2 separate regions of the Mus musculus genome follow, and region 1 is linked to region 2. Evidence: chromatin contacts called from public HiChIP or PLAC-seq data. All regions are on one chromosome and are shown on one strand. Each heading gives the region's core, a stretch centred on a gene start, on an enhancer-like site or on the middle of the called end of the contact. The rest is flanking DNA. Distances are from core to core; before and after follow the strand shown. Region 1 holds the start of Jmjd7 (jumonji domain containing 7). Region 2 has its middle 37 kb from the start of Tyro3.

Region 1 (7,141 bases), core at 4,039-6,538, 190 kb after region 2:
CAGCAGCAGCCGGCTTTCCAGCCCTGAACACCCTAATGAAGGTAAGGCTGTACCATGAGGAAGGGACAACGGGGTGAAGCAGGGAAGGCAGACCTGTGACCGATAGGTACAGTGTGATGCCTTTCCCCTCCCCCCCATCCAGACTCTGAGAGCACAGAGCCCCTAAGTGTGGATGGCATCTCCTCAGACCTGGAAGAGCCAGCCGAGGGTGATGAAGACGAGGAAGAAGAGGGAGGCACTGGCCTCTGTGGGCTACAAGAAGGCGGCCCTCATACCCCAGATCAGGAACAGTTTCTAAAACAGCACTTTGAGACTCTGGCCAATGGGACTGCTCCAGGTGTGGTCTGTGGGCCAGCCTTCAGTCAGCCACATCTGCCCTTGTCCCCTAGCTGAGAGGGAGGGTCCAGTAGGCAGTGCCTTAGGTTGCTTTGTAGGGGCTGCAAAGACCTCGGGCAAGAACTAAACTTCTGACTCAGTTCATGGTTTCTGTGCCTCCTGCAGGGGGCCCAGCACGGGTGCTAGAGAGGACAGAGTCTCAGAGCATCTCATCACGATTCCTTCTGCAAGTGCAGACCTCCCCACTCAGGTACGGACCACCCCACATGGCTCTGCTCACCTGGTGCTCCTGCACCTGGCACAGCATGTAGCCTTCCTCATGTCTCTCCAGAAGGGGACGTTGTACTCCTAGATTTGAAGCAGGTGGTCTCACGCAGACTCTGTCTTGCTTTGTGCTTGTCCTCTCCTGGTGCATCTCTGTCTGTGAGGGCATCTGGCCAGCTCAGGGAGGAAAGCACTGAGCCTTCTCTGGGCCTTCTTCTGAACCCATTCTCCCTGTAGGGAACCATCCCTATCCTCCTCAGGCTTGGCCCTGACGTCCAGACCTGACCAGGTATCACAGGTGTCTGGTGAGCAGCTGAAAGGCAGTGGTGCCACTCCTCCAGGAGCACCCCCAGAAATGGAACCCTCTTCTGGCAACTCTGGCCCCAAGCAGGTGGCTCCTGTGCTGTTGACACGACGGCATAACAACTTGGACAACAGCTGGGCCTCCAAGAAAATGGCTGCAACCCGGCCTTTAGCTGGACTCCAGAAAGCCCAGTCTGTGCATAGTTTGGTACCACAGGGTAAGGAACCTTGATGAGTTCAACTACAGGTTGTGGGGGATGTGAGACATATATGTGGGCATGCTGGAGGAAGGTGGGTCTAGTGTGGCCCTGGCATGTCACCATGCTTGCCACTGCATGTCCCTTAGTGATTACACACAGGGGAGAGTAGCAACTGGGGACTGAGCCCTAGCATTTGCACACTTTCCTCACCACGCGACCTGCATCTGTCCCTGTCCCCAATGCAGATGAGGTGCCTTCATCACGTCCACTGCTCTTCCAGGAGGCAGAGACCCAGGGCAGCTTAGGATCCCTGCCACAAGCTGGTGGCTGCTCATCTCAGCCCCACTCCTACCAGAACCACACCACCAGTTCTATGGCCAAGCTAGCGCGTAGTATTTCTGTTGGCGAGAATCCGGGCCTGGCAACTGAACCTCAAGCTCCTGTACCGATCCGAATCTCACCATTCAACAAACTAGCTCTGCCTAGCAGGGCTCACCTTGTCCTGGACATCCCCAAACCACTTCCTGACCGTCCTACTCTGACCACATTCTCACCTGTATCCAAGGGCCTGGCCCACAATGAAACAGAACAATCGGGCCCCTTGGTGAGCCTAGGAAAGGCTCATACTACAGTTGAAAAGCACTCCTGTTTAGGGGAGGGTACTACTCATAAATCTAGGACAGAGTGCCAGGCTTATCCTGGACCCAACCACCCCTGTGCCCAGCAACTGCCAGTCAACAACCTTCTCCAAGGCCCTGAGAGCTTGCAGCCCCTGTCCCCTGAGAAGACTCGTAACCCAGTGGAAAGCAGCAGGCCAGGGGTAGCCCTGAGCCAGGACTCAGGTGTGCATGGCTCCCCAGTCTCACCTGGCCCATCCTTTCTGTCTCTGTTGGCTACTTTCTGGCTCTGTCCCATTTCTGTGTGCCTGGCCTTTGGTGTTTTTGTCCTGTCTGCTCCTGTCTTGGTCCATAAGTCACACCTCTGATGGTGAGACACTCTTGCCACCCTTCATAATCTCCCTGTGACCCAGTGAACCCTTTAGTCTGGATACTAGGGCTGGCTTTTCCTTCTAAACTTTGTGTGGTGTTGGGGAAGGTGTTGGAAGAAGGTGGGACAAGAGGCCAGGATTGTCGGCTGGTAGGGATTATAGCTCTGCTCTGAGAGCCCTGGGTTGGGATGCCTGAAAAAGCAGCAGGGCCTCACTGGTGTTTGTCCTTCAGAACTGGCCTTGAGTCTGCAACAGTGTGAACAGCTCGTGGCAGAGCTCCAGGGGAATGTACGCCAGGCAGTGGAGCTCTACCGAGCGGTGAGTATGGGGCAACCACTGTAGGCAACAACAGAGCTTCTTCTACACACTGGATGGAGAACTCAAGGGTATTCTGAGCATTGTAAAGGGGAGGGTCAGAAGCCAGGCCAGGCCTCTCAACCCCAGAATCTGTTGGTTATTTCTAGGCAAGAAACAGGGTCGTAGCGTAGAACACCATATTATTCAAGAAAATCCCAATTCATGGCTGTTATCTTTTTTTTTTATATCCCAAAATGGTTTGGGCACTTTAGATAGAAGAAACAATGTAACTGTCACATTTGAAAGAGTTGTTGGGAAAAGTTGTCAAGAAGTAGATGGTTCTAATAGTCTGGAGGGATCCTCATCTGGGCCACCCATCAGAGTGACTCTGGCCATCCTGATCTTGTGTGTAGAACTCCTAGGCAGTCCCTTCTACTGGGTGGGCAAGGCACTGGCAGAGCCCCTTTTCTATATTCCACTGTCTACTGCTCTCCAGCTCACTTTCAGTGTTCCTGTTGCAGGTGACCAGCTATAAGACACCTTCGGCAGAGCAAAGTCACATCACCCGTCTCCTGAGAGACACCTTCTCTTCGGTGCGACAGGAGCTCGAGGTTCTGGCTGGGGCGGTGCTGTCCAGCCCAGGTGGCAGCCCTGGGGCTGTGGGGGCTGAGCAGACGCAGGCCCTGTTGGAGCAATACTCCGAGCTACTGCTAAGAGCTGTGGAGCGGCGCATGGAGCGTAGACTCTGAGTTCCTGAAGCCTGTCCCAAGAGAAATGCTCTCCATTCCAAACTGTATCCCTGCTTCCACTCAAGAAAAGGTGGGAATGTCTGGAGTGGACAGCAGTGATCAGTGTTGAGAGGCAAAGCAGCCTTCCCAGCCGCCCTCATGGAGCCCCTGTATTTATTAATTTATTTCCCTGACTTTGCCTCACTTCCTTGGGACTCCTGCCTCTAAAGCCCAGCCTGGGGCTCACAGCAGGGCAAGTCTTGAGTCTACATCATCTTGGTGCTGTGAGGGGTAGGAGGGCAGCCTGCCTCCCCTGGGGACATCGGGAAGGGCTGGCCTTCTCTTCTTAGAAGCCATTTGAAGTTTCTGCAGGGATGAGCTCCCTGGGGCGGAGCATCCACAGGGTACTCTGGGATAGAGATGAAAGGTAATGTGGTATTTAGTGTCCTAAAGCCAACTGTAGACCTTTACCTCTACTCCCACACCAGCTGCACTCCCCTGCCTGCCAGAGCAGGGGTAGTTTCCCCCCAACTCCTGGCAGTGAGACAGCTGCCTGGCCTCCAGGGTATTCCCAGCCATTAGAAAACTTGAGTTGGTATCAGGAACTGAGCCCCCACATTCCAATCCCATGTTCCCTGCAAGAGAGCCCTAGTGTTTTTTCTGGCCCCATCCCTTTTCCCCCTTGTGGAGCTAGTTGTGGGATTTTTGCTGCAGGACAGTGAAACCCCTCTGCTGGGCAGACAGCAAAGCCTGGCCTACTTTCCTCAGCCCCTTAGGCTTCCTTGTTCTCTATCCCTGGTCCCCAGCAGACTGTTGAATCCCTGGGGACCACTTTCTCCCTACATCCTGGGCAATGCGCAATCAGAAACCTGTATTGGGAGTACCCTTATGGTTTACAGGGCACTGGCCCACCTTCCTAGAACCTTGGCCACACACACACACACACACACACACACACACACACACACACACACACACACACACACACACACACACACACACAAATCATATGCACAGTTGAGTGCTCATTTTAGAACACTTGCCTGGCTGGTATGCACCTGGTTTCCTCACATTTTTGCCTCAGCGTCACTAGCCTGGATTAATTGGAATTCTGATCCAGAAACACAAAAAGGGATGGGTACACTAAACACAAAAAGGGATGGATACACTAGACTGAAATTCTGGAGTTGTGGTGTCCACAGCCAGGCTGACCGGAGATGGCCTATGGGTCACCTGGCTCATGGAGGAGGCTCTTTTCAAAGGCAGTATTGAGTGCCCAGAAATACTGGACACTGGAGATTGTGGAATGAAGGCACTGGGCAAGAGACCACTGGAAAAGTAATAGCCGGACAGGTAGGTGGCAGAGGTAGGGATAGAGTTAAGGTAACGGTTAGAGAGTAGCAAAAAGAGAGAGAAGCTGTATGTTGGAAGAAGTGGTGAGGTGGTTGCAGAATTGGAGTGAGTATGTCTTTGGGCCTGGGCCCTCCTTTCCTCTGCATCAGGGAAGGCAGAGTAGTGACATTTCACCAGGTTTAGATAACACAAACCTGTCGAAACCTCAACGCCACTTCCCAGCTCTGAATGCAGAGGCTAGCAGGAAACTAGGTTTAATGGGTGCTTAGCTTTGTTGGTTCAACCTGAGTGTTGAGTATACCCAAACCATGTGAATACCCAAACCATGTGTTCCCATTTTTCTACCACACGCATAGTCAAACTCCTAGCCCAAAGAACCGAAGCCACTTGAGGTGGGCCCCTTGGCAGTGTGGGGGTTAGAAGTCGGCCCACTGCCCTGACCTCCACCAGGTTTTAGAGGTCTTTATGCCAGCCTGCCCTTCTAGAGAAAGCGCCACTACCCTGCATGGGTGGGGTCTTGTGGCCTGTGGCACTTTGTCCTCTTCTGCATGTCTGAGGCCACTGGCAATTGCTGCCCATGTCCAGATTTGTCCTATCCCAGTTTTGAAAGCCCCTTATTTATAACTTTTATACTGTGGCGCCTGTCTCCTCCCCGGCTGTACGGGGTGGGACTGTTTTAACGTTTCGTTTGTACGGATGTATGAAATTGTCAATAAACACAATCATTTGTTAACCTGCTAGCAAATTCTGAGAAGAGCGCCGCTTGTTGCACCTCCTAGAGGGCGGAAACGGGGGCGGGGCTGCGATCCTGGAGCGGAAATAGGGGCGGGTTCTTGTCCCGCGGCCGTCATGGCGGAGGCGGCTCTGGAGGCAGTTCGGAGGGCGTTGCAAGAGTTCCCGGCGGCGGCTCGCGGTGAGTGCACTCTCACAGGCAGCAGCGACCGCGCGAGGACAGCGCGGAGGGAGCCTGGGCACCCTGGAACTCAGTGTGCATGAGTGTCCGACCGGTGGCCACACAGTTTTGTGTGTACCCTTCTTTAGCTGGCGGACGGCTCCTTAGCTCAGGATCGCACGCCTGGCTGCCTTCGTGGGGTGCAGTTGTAGTTTTCAAGACCCAGCACAGCTCTGACGGTAGTCATGGTGCCATTCTCAAAGCCAGCGGGGTGCTGAGTCCCCGTGCGCTGCCATGCTATACTTTCACCTCAAACATCTCGGATGCTGGTGGGTTCTGAGGAGAGAAGCAGGCGACTTCCCTCGTTCATTCAGACTCCAAGCTTTGAGGATTGTAGGCAGCCGCCCAGTTGATCTTGTGTGTTTCCTTTCTTCTTCCTCTGGTCCTCACTACCCCATCATTAAACAAGCTGGAGAGATGGCTAAGTGGGTAGGTAAAGCTCTTAAGCACATGATGATCTGGGGTCACATCCCCAGCACTAACAGAAAACACTGGGTGTGGTGATGGTGGACTTCTGATGGGATTCCAGAGGTGGGAGGGAAAGGCAGGAGGACCCCAGGGGCTCCCTGGCCTGCCAGCTTAGCAACTGCTGAGCTCCAGGTTCAGTGACTTTGACTCAGAAAATAAAGTGGAGAATGGTATACACCTAATGTCAACGGCCTCCACACATGCATACACAGGCACACACCACACATGCGCACACCCACACACAGAGGGAGAGCAATTGATCAAGCACAATTTTGTCAATTTACCGGCTGTGTCACACACAGGTGGTTAGAGCAGTATTCTCAACCTATGAGGTCGAGACCCCAGAGCAGTCGCATGTCAGATATCCTGAACATCAGACATTTATCTTGTGACTCATAACTAGTAAAATCACAGTTATGAAGTAGCAACGAAATGATGTTACAGCCTAGGGTCACCACAACATGAGGAACTGTCTTAAAGGGTAGAGCATTAGGAAGCACTGCCCTGGAGGACGGTTGATGGGTCAGCTAAACCCTCAGAGCGGGTGTGCCTGCTATATCCAGGAAGCAGTGTGGACTGAGCTTGGAGCAGACTTTGTGTTTATGTTTATTTTTGTCAGTCAAATTCTTAACAGAATTGCTGGGTCAAAGGAATTGTTTGAAGTTCATTTTGAAGCTTTAGGGGAGAAAAACACCCACCCTCTAAAGGAAATGGTGAGCAAATAAAACCAGCATAATTATAGAAAACCCAAAGGCTGGAAAAGGGCAGGTTCAGGTCAGGTGATGGTGGCCCAGCACTCAGGAGTCAGAGGCAGGAGGATCTCTGTGGTTCCAGGCCAGCCTGGTCTGCAGAGTGAGTTCCAGGACAGCCAGGGCTACACAGAGAAACCCTGTCTCGAAAAACCAAAAAAAAAGAAACATGAAAAAAATACACAGGGTCAGGTAATGATAAATCTGTGGAGAAAAACTCGGCAAGGAGATAAAGATTGTTCCTAACAAGTGACAGTTTAAAAAGGGATGGTCAGGAAAAGAAGCCTGACATTGGACCCAGAGCACCAGAGGGAAAGCAAAGGTAGTTTTGAGAGACAACGGGTAGAATCAACAGGACTTAAAGACGCCCAGGCCCAGGGCCGGATTGGTATGGGGCAAAGCAACAGATACACACTCATACACACACAGGATGGCCTTGAGCTTGCTGATCTGATACTCCTGATGCCACCTTCCAGGTGATGGGTTTACAGATGTGAGCCTCC
Region 2 (6,746 bases), core at 357-2,856:
TTACAGTTAGTTTTTATTGGTATCAGCCTAGCACTTTTCCAGAACACAAGTATGTCTTTGTAATAGAGAATATAAAAGTGCCCTGTCTGTCCCCTCTATGCCTTATCAATTTTACTATGTGCTTCCATCTGACCTCAGACTTGGAACTTGAGATCCTCCTGCCTCAGACTCCCAACTTCTGGCATAACAGCGGTGTATCACTGTACTCAGTTTACACTGATTCAAAGTAGACTTTATCCATCATGCAAGTGCATCTCTGTGAGTTCCAGACCAGCCTCGTCTACATAATGAGACAAAAACAAAGCAGTAAACAAACACAAGCAGACCATGAACTTCTGATCTTCCTGCCTCTACTTCCCAAGTGCTAGACTAGAGGTCTGCCCCATGGAGCCTGGCAAGAACCTTTAGTCTAGGGAGGGAAGGTGGCTCCAATGCTCGCCAAGTTTGAGGACCTGATTTTTACTTCCAGCGTCCACATAAGAAAACAGTAGATAGGGTTATAAACACTTGTAACCCTAGTGCCAGGGAAGCAGAGGTAGGCTAGCTAGCCTAGAGACGTGTCTCAAATACTTAAAAAAGAAAGAGAAAAAGGATAGACTTGAGGAATGACACTCAATATTATCCTCTGGGCTTCCCTGTGCATTTGTATGTGTACACAGACACACACATGCACACACGCACGCACACACACACATGGGCTTGCACACACACACTCACACACACGTGCTCACACATGCACTCACACACACATGCTCACACATGCACACTCACACACACACATGCACACTCAAATGAATCCTTTGTCTTTTTTATTTTTTTTGTTTTTTGGATTGTGTAGACAGGGTTTCTCCATGTAGCCCTGGCTGTCCAGGAACTTGATTAAAGGCATGAGAGTCACCACTGCCTAGATGAGAATCTTTTTTAAAAGCAAATGCTTGCTCTGCTATGCATCATGGTGCATAACTCAGAAGGCAGAGGTTCTAAGTGAGTTCATGGTCTTGGTACTCGTCTAGCATGTACAAAGGCCTGTGTCCCAAACCCAGCCACACAGGAGAAAAGGAAATAATAAATAAAAAAGATAGGACTGGACATAGTAGCACAACCCTGTAATCCTAACATTTGGAAAATGGAAGCAGGAACATCAGAAGTTCAATGTCAGCTGGGCAGTGGTGGCACACGCCTTTGATCCCAGCAATTGGGAGGCAGAGGCAGGCAGATTTCTGAGTTTGAGGCCAGCCTGGTCTACAGAATGAGTTCCAGGACATCCAGGGCCACACAGAGAAACCCTGTCTCGAAAAAAAAAAAGTTCAAAGTTATCTTCAGCAGTGTAGCCCATTCCAGAACAGCCTGGGCTACATGAGTCTATCTCATAAACCACCCAAAATAGATGCTTCTAGAAAAAAAATCTTGGTGTCCCACAAAGGAACACACAGACGAAGAGAGAATAAAAGGAAAGGGGTTGGGAAACTCTGGCAAGGCTAACTACCTTTGATTTTAAAAAATGTTTTTCAGATTTATGGTTGAGGAGGTTAAAGCCCACACTCAGCAAATATGAAGCCTTGGGTTTGATCTTTTAGCGCTGATTAAACTGGGTGTGGTCATGGTGTCTGGAATCCCAGTTCTCAGCAATCAGACACACCCAGCCATTTTAGGCTACTTACTGAGCTGATTACCTATTTGTCAGCCTCACCCAGCTGGGGTCATCTGGGAAGAGGGATCGATCCTCAGCTGAGAAAATGGCTCCATCAGATTGGCCTGTGGGCAAGTTTGTGGGGAATTCTCTCTCTCTCTCTCTCTCTCTCTCTCTCCTCTCTTTGGTTTTTCGAGACGGTGCTTCTCTGTATAGCCCTAGCGCTGGCTGTCCTGGAACTCACTTTGTAGACCAGGCTGGCCTCGAACTCAGAAATCCACCTGCCTCTGCCTCCTGAGTACTGGGATTAAAGGCATGTGCCACCATGCCGGGCACAGTAAGCAGCACTCTTCCATGGCCTCTGCTTCAGTTCCTGCCTCCAGGTTCCTCCCTCTACCTCCCTTCACAATTTAGTATAAACTTGAGGCGAAATGAATCATTTCTCCAAGTTGCTTTTGGTCATAGTGTTTAGCACAGCAATAGAAACTCCAACTAAAACGGCTACGTAGCAAGTTTGTGGTCGATCTCAAATAAAATAAAACGATGAAATGAAAGAAAAAAATTCCAAAGAAAGGTCATTCTTATCTTTTTTTCTTTCTTTTTTAAAATTTTTTTTAGGGGTTGGAGAGATGGCTCAGTGGTTAAGAGCACTGACTGCTCTTCCAGAAGTCCTGAGTTCAATTTCCAGCAACCACATGGTGGCTCACAACCATCTGTAATGGGATCTGATGTGCTCTTCTGGTGTATCTGAAGACAGCTACAGTGTACTCATATACATAAAATAAACATTAAGACACCTAACTTGTCCTATTTTTTTTCATATATGTATGCATGCCAGAAGAGGGCATCAGATCACATTATAGATGGTTGTGAGCTACTAAGTGGTTGCTGGGAATTGAACTTAGAACCTCTGGAAGGGTACCCAGTGACCTTAACCACTGAACCACCTTTCTAAGTCTCCGCTCCCTTTTTTTTTTTTTTTTTTTTTTTTTTTTGATACACTGTCTTTCTATGTAGCCCTGGCTGGCCTGGTACTTAATAGATTAGGCTAGCCTTGAATTCACAGAAATTACCTGCTTCTGCCTCCCTAGTGCTGTGATTAAAGGTGTGTGCCAGCCGGGCGTGGTGGCGCTCGCCTTTAATCCCAGCACTCAGGAGGCAGAGGCAGGTGGGTTTCTGAGTTCGAGGCCAGCCTGGTCTACAAAGTGAGTTCCAGGACAGCCAGGGCTATACAGAGAAACCCTGTCTCGAAAAACCAAAAAAAAAAAAAAAAGATAAAGGTGTGTGCCATCATGATCAGTTCTTATCTTTCAAACATCTTTTATTTTTATGTTTAGCTTACTTTCTGAGGTCAGAGGTGGTTGTTGAGAGTCCTCTTCTTCTTCCTCCTCCCCTCTTCCTTCTTCCTTATTGGTGTTCTGCCTGCATGTTTGTCTCTGTGAAGGTGTCAGGAGCTCTGGAACTGGAGTTAGTTACAACTGCCGTGTGCTCTTAACTGCTGAGCCATCTCTCCAGCCCCAAGAGTCCTCTTCTATTACTTTTTCTCTGGTCTCCATTCCCAACGCCCAACAGCTCTGGAATTACAGGTGTGGGCTGGATCATGACAGGCTTGGTACATGGGTACAAGAAACCTAACTCATGTCCTCCAGGTTATACACAAGTGCTCTCAACTACCAAGTCATCCATGGCTGTCAACTTAACTTATGACTACCTTCAATTTGTTGGCCATTCATGAACACAGCACTCACCAACGCCTCAGGCAAACAAGTATGAGCTATGGGCGTCTTTGTTTCTTATCTCTCCTGTGTCACCTTCAGTGATGGGAAGAGCAGGCTTCATGGGTTAGCTTTTTTCTTGGCTTGTGGAGAGTCTCTCCCTCGCCTTGGAACCCATGTTGTTTATACTTTGCTTTAGACAGGGTTCTGAGAACTCCACACTATATCTTATCTGAGTTTTTGTTCTGAAAATGAACTACACAGCCTGAACTGGCTTTGAAATCAAGGTCCTCCTGCCTCAACCTGTTGAGTGCTAGGATAACCGGGGAGTGACGTAACACTGTTCCAGGTTCTTTGACCCAGAGAAGTCAGAAACTTCCTTTCTCCTTTGTTGGGATTATCAGGGCTTTCTGTGGGTTATCTCACTGGCTAGAAACACCCATCTATAGCCTTCCATCCAGTGCTTACTAGTCCTGCTAAAGAAAACAAGAGAAAACAAGAGAGAAGAGAAGAGAAGAGAAGAGAAGAGAAGAGAAGAGAAGAGAAGAGAAGAGAAGAGGAGAGGAGAGGAGAGGAGAGGAGAGGAGAGGAGAGGAGAGGAGAGGAGGGGAGGGGAGGGGAGGGGAGGGGAGGGGAGGGGAGGGGAAGGGAGGGGAGGGGAAGGGGAGGGGAGGGAAGGGGAAGGGAAGGGGAAGGGAGGGGAGGGGAGGGGAAGGGGAGAGAGGGGAAGGAAAGGAAAGGAAAGGAAAGGAAAGGAAAGGAAAGGAAAGGAAAGGAAAGGAAAGGAAAGGAAAGGAAAGGAAAGGAAAGGAAAGAAAAGAAAAGGAAAGGAAAGGAAAGGAAAGAGCGAGGAGTGGTACAATGAGCCATGTCATTGTTAGTCCCAGCACTCAGGAGGCAGAGGCAGGGTGATCTCTATGAGTTCTAGGCCAGCCTGGTCTATAGAGTGAGTTCCAGGACAGCCAGGGCTACACAGAGAGACCTTGATCCTAAAAACTAAATAACATAAGTAAATAAAAGACTCCAGTTGGAAGATGGTAGAACTGAGAGCCTCTTTCCTTTGGAAGATCCAAACGTCCTCTTTGCTCTGCTTCTTAGACAATCCTCCCTCCCATCATCTCTAGCCTGGTGCTCGCAGACAGTTCTTTGACTGAGAAGTTGAATTTCTGTGCTGAAGTGTTGTTCTATTTTAGCTCACATCTTTTCTCTACAAGTTCTGTCTGTCCACAGAGCAGCCATTTGTGTGTGGTGGTGGGTTTTTTCACATTTATTTACTTTGTGTGTGTTTGTATGTGAGTATTCGTGTACCACATAACACCCAGAGGACAACTTTGAGTCAGTTCTTGCCTTCTGCTTTTTGGGTCTCAGGGATCAAACTCAGGTTGTCAGGCTTAGCAGTAAATGTCCTTACCTACTGAGCTATCATCTTGCTACCCTTGGTTTAGATTTTTGAGGCAGAGTCTCATGTAGCCCAGGCTGGCCCCAAACTCACTAAGTAGCTGAGGTTGACCCTGTTCATTCTTTCTGCTTCTACTCCCCAAACTCTGGGATTACGGGTCTGTACGGCCACACCAGGCTAGCTGCTTTGCCCACATCCAGAGCGCACGGCTTGCTTACAGATTCCCATGGTTTCTGACTTAGGTTCTCTTCCTTTCAGCTCAGAGCAGTTCTTTGCTGCAACCCTGAGGCTGATGAGTCAGTTGGCTCAGGGATAGCTCAAGACCAGTTCTATGTGGTTAGTGTGCAGTCCTTGTCCTTAGCTGTAAATGTCCTTAGAGTAGTATGAGGGTGGGGGAATGGTCTCCATGAAGTCACACGGCCACTTTTGTAATATCTGTCTGCCTGTGTGCGTGTATGTGTGCGTGGGTGTGTGCATGCATGAGAGAGAGAGAGAGAGAGAGAGAGAGAGAGAGAGAGAGAGAGAGAGAGAGAGAGAGAGAGAGAGAGAAAGAGAAAGAGAAAGAGAGTCTTCTCCTGCTACATTTACATGGGTTCTGGGAATTAAATTCAAGTTGACAGATTTATGCGGCATGCACCTTTACTCTCTGAGCCATCTTGCTGATCCTATACTTTCATTTTTGAGACAGGGTCTCATATAGCCCAGGCTGGCTTCAAACTTGCTAAACAGGATCAGCGCAAGGATGACCTGCACTCTCGAATGCAGTTGATTTTCCAATCCTTTTAATAGTCAGAACGTGGCTAGGGGTCCTCTTCTCCGGATCGCTGTGATTACAAGTGCGTTACAGCGTGCCAGGTCTTATCTTTTAGAATATTTCCAAGCAAGCATTAAAACAGACTATATTCAGTTCTTACCAGTAGAAGGGGCCCCACAAGATGTGTGCATGAATCAGGCTCAGTATATCGAATTTTTGGTGCTGTGCAGGAGTAGACGTGAACAGATGGCAAGCAAGGCTGGGGAACGGAGCAGATCCCCGAATTATATCCTCTCTTTTGGCAAGAAGCTTCTAGGGTGTCCCTTTCTTGAACCCAGACGTAGTCTATCTGTCCTTTGTCTTCAGACCCAGAACTGACGCCTTTTTGCTGGCATTCTCCTGGGACTTGACCTGGCATCTTAAAATGATTCCTTCATGAAGCCACCTTGGACCTGCCTGTACATTGAGGCCACAGTCTACCTATGTGGGGGCTTAGAGATTCAACTGCATTTTAGGGTACATAAACAGCAGTTCAACACTTCTAGGGTCTTAAAATCAATTCTGTCTTAGTGTCTCTTGGCCAGAGACTTTGTTTTTAGGACCATCTGGATTCCCTGGAGTCTCTGCCAATAAGACAGCAGGAAACTCCAGACCAATCCGTACTGACCAGCCTTAGGATACCAGTGTGGCTTCCTGGTGTCTTCCACTCTCCTGGTTAGCCACCAGTCTTAGTCTGTTCCGTTGCTTCACAGAATCCTTAAATGGAACTGTTTGGTTCCTCCAGGAGTACAGGAAGAAAACAGCGAGGAGGAGTGAGGAGAGAAAGCCTGATGTAGAAAAAGGGAAGGAAATGAGTGATGCTGAGGGAGGATGAAAATGGCAAACTGCGACCACATAGCAATTAAAGGCAGGCAGCGGGAGTGGGAGGGTGGGAGGAAGGAGGAAAGGCAGAGTTCTGCACATCATATTAACCTGAGTTCCAAGATAATATTTTATAGTGACCTATCAAATATGCACAAGAAAATAAGCTGGAAAACTCAAAGCTTTAATTAATAATAGATTCCAGTGTTTCCAAGTTCTCCATCTCCACGGAGAACTTCAGGCTGCCTTCCCAAGTCTTTCCTTTGTCTCTGGAACACGGTCTGTGATGGCTATTCCCGGTTGTCAACTTGACTATATCTGAATGAGCTATAATCCAGACATGGAGGGCACACCTATGATCCACGTCTTGAGGCTGGAAGACACAGG

What was found. HiChIP or PLAC-seq counts read pairs in DNA pulled down with a chosen protein or histone mark.
Region 1: an H3K27ac HiChIP or PLAC-seq map of embryonic stem cells shows a contact between it and region 2, with 3 times the contacts expected there. The contact joins the promoter of Jmjd7 here to the enhancer-like site in region 2. A contact is called at or near these places in 1 of 39 promoter capture datasets (liver), 1 of 484 Hi-C or Micro-C datasets (ventricular fibroblasts), 5 of 115 datasets of contacts at active chromatin or transcription factors (all in embryonic stem cells) and 3 of 9 other capture datasets (adipose tissue, liver and pancreatic islet).

The regions. Positions count from the first base shown.
Region 1 is chr2:120,022,195-120,029,335 of GRCm38.p6, forward strand. Jmjd7 (jumonji domain containing 7) reads left to right here and starts at 5,289. Exons shown (of 8, transcript NM_001114637.1): 1 at 5,289-5,382. The coding sequence starts at 5,319. It overlaps Mapkbp1 (mitogen-activated protein kinase binding protein 1), which reads left to right. Exons shown (of 30, transcript NM_011941.3): 24 at 1-41; 25 at 143-337; 26 at 502-586; 27 at 838-1,121; 28 at 1,349-1,945; 29 at 2,324-2,409; 30 at 2,910-5,209. The coding sequence ends at 3,137. It overlaps Gm28042 (predicted gene, 28042), which reads left to right and starts at 5,289. Exons shown (of 27, transcript NR_104353.1): 1 at 5,289-5,382.
Region 2 is chr2:119,832,780-119,839,525 of GRCm38.p6, forward strand. No RefSeq gene overlaps it. Among named protein-coding and RNA genes, the nearest start is that of Tyro3, 37 kb to the left of the region's middle. Within about 2 kb of position 1,607, at least 9 of the 459 cell types and tissues checked have an H3K27ac peak or open chromatin away from gene starts, as enhancers often do. A contact at or near this core is called in embryonic stem cells, where this site is marked.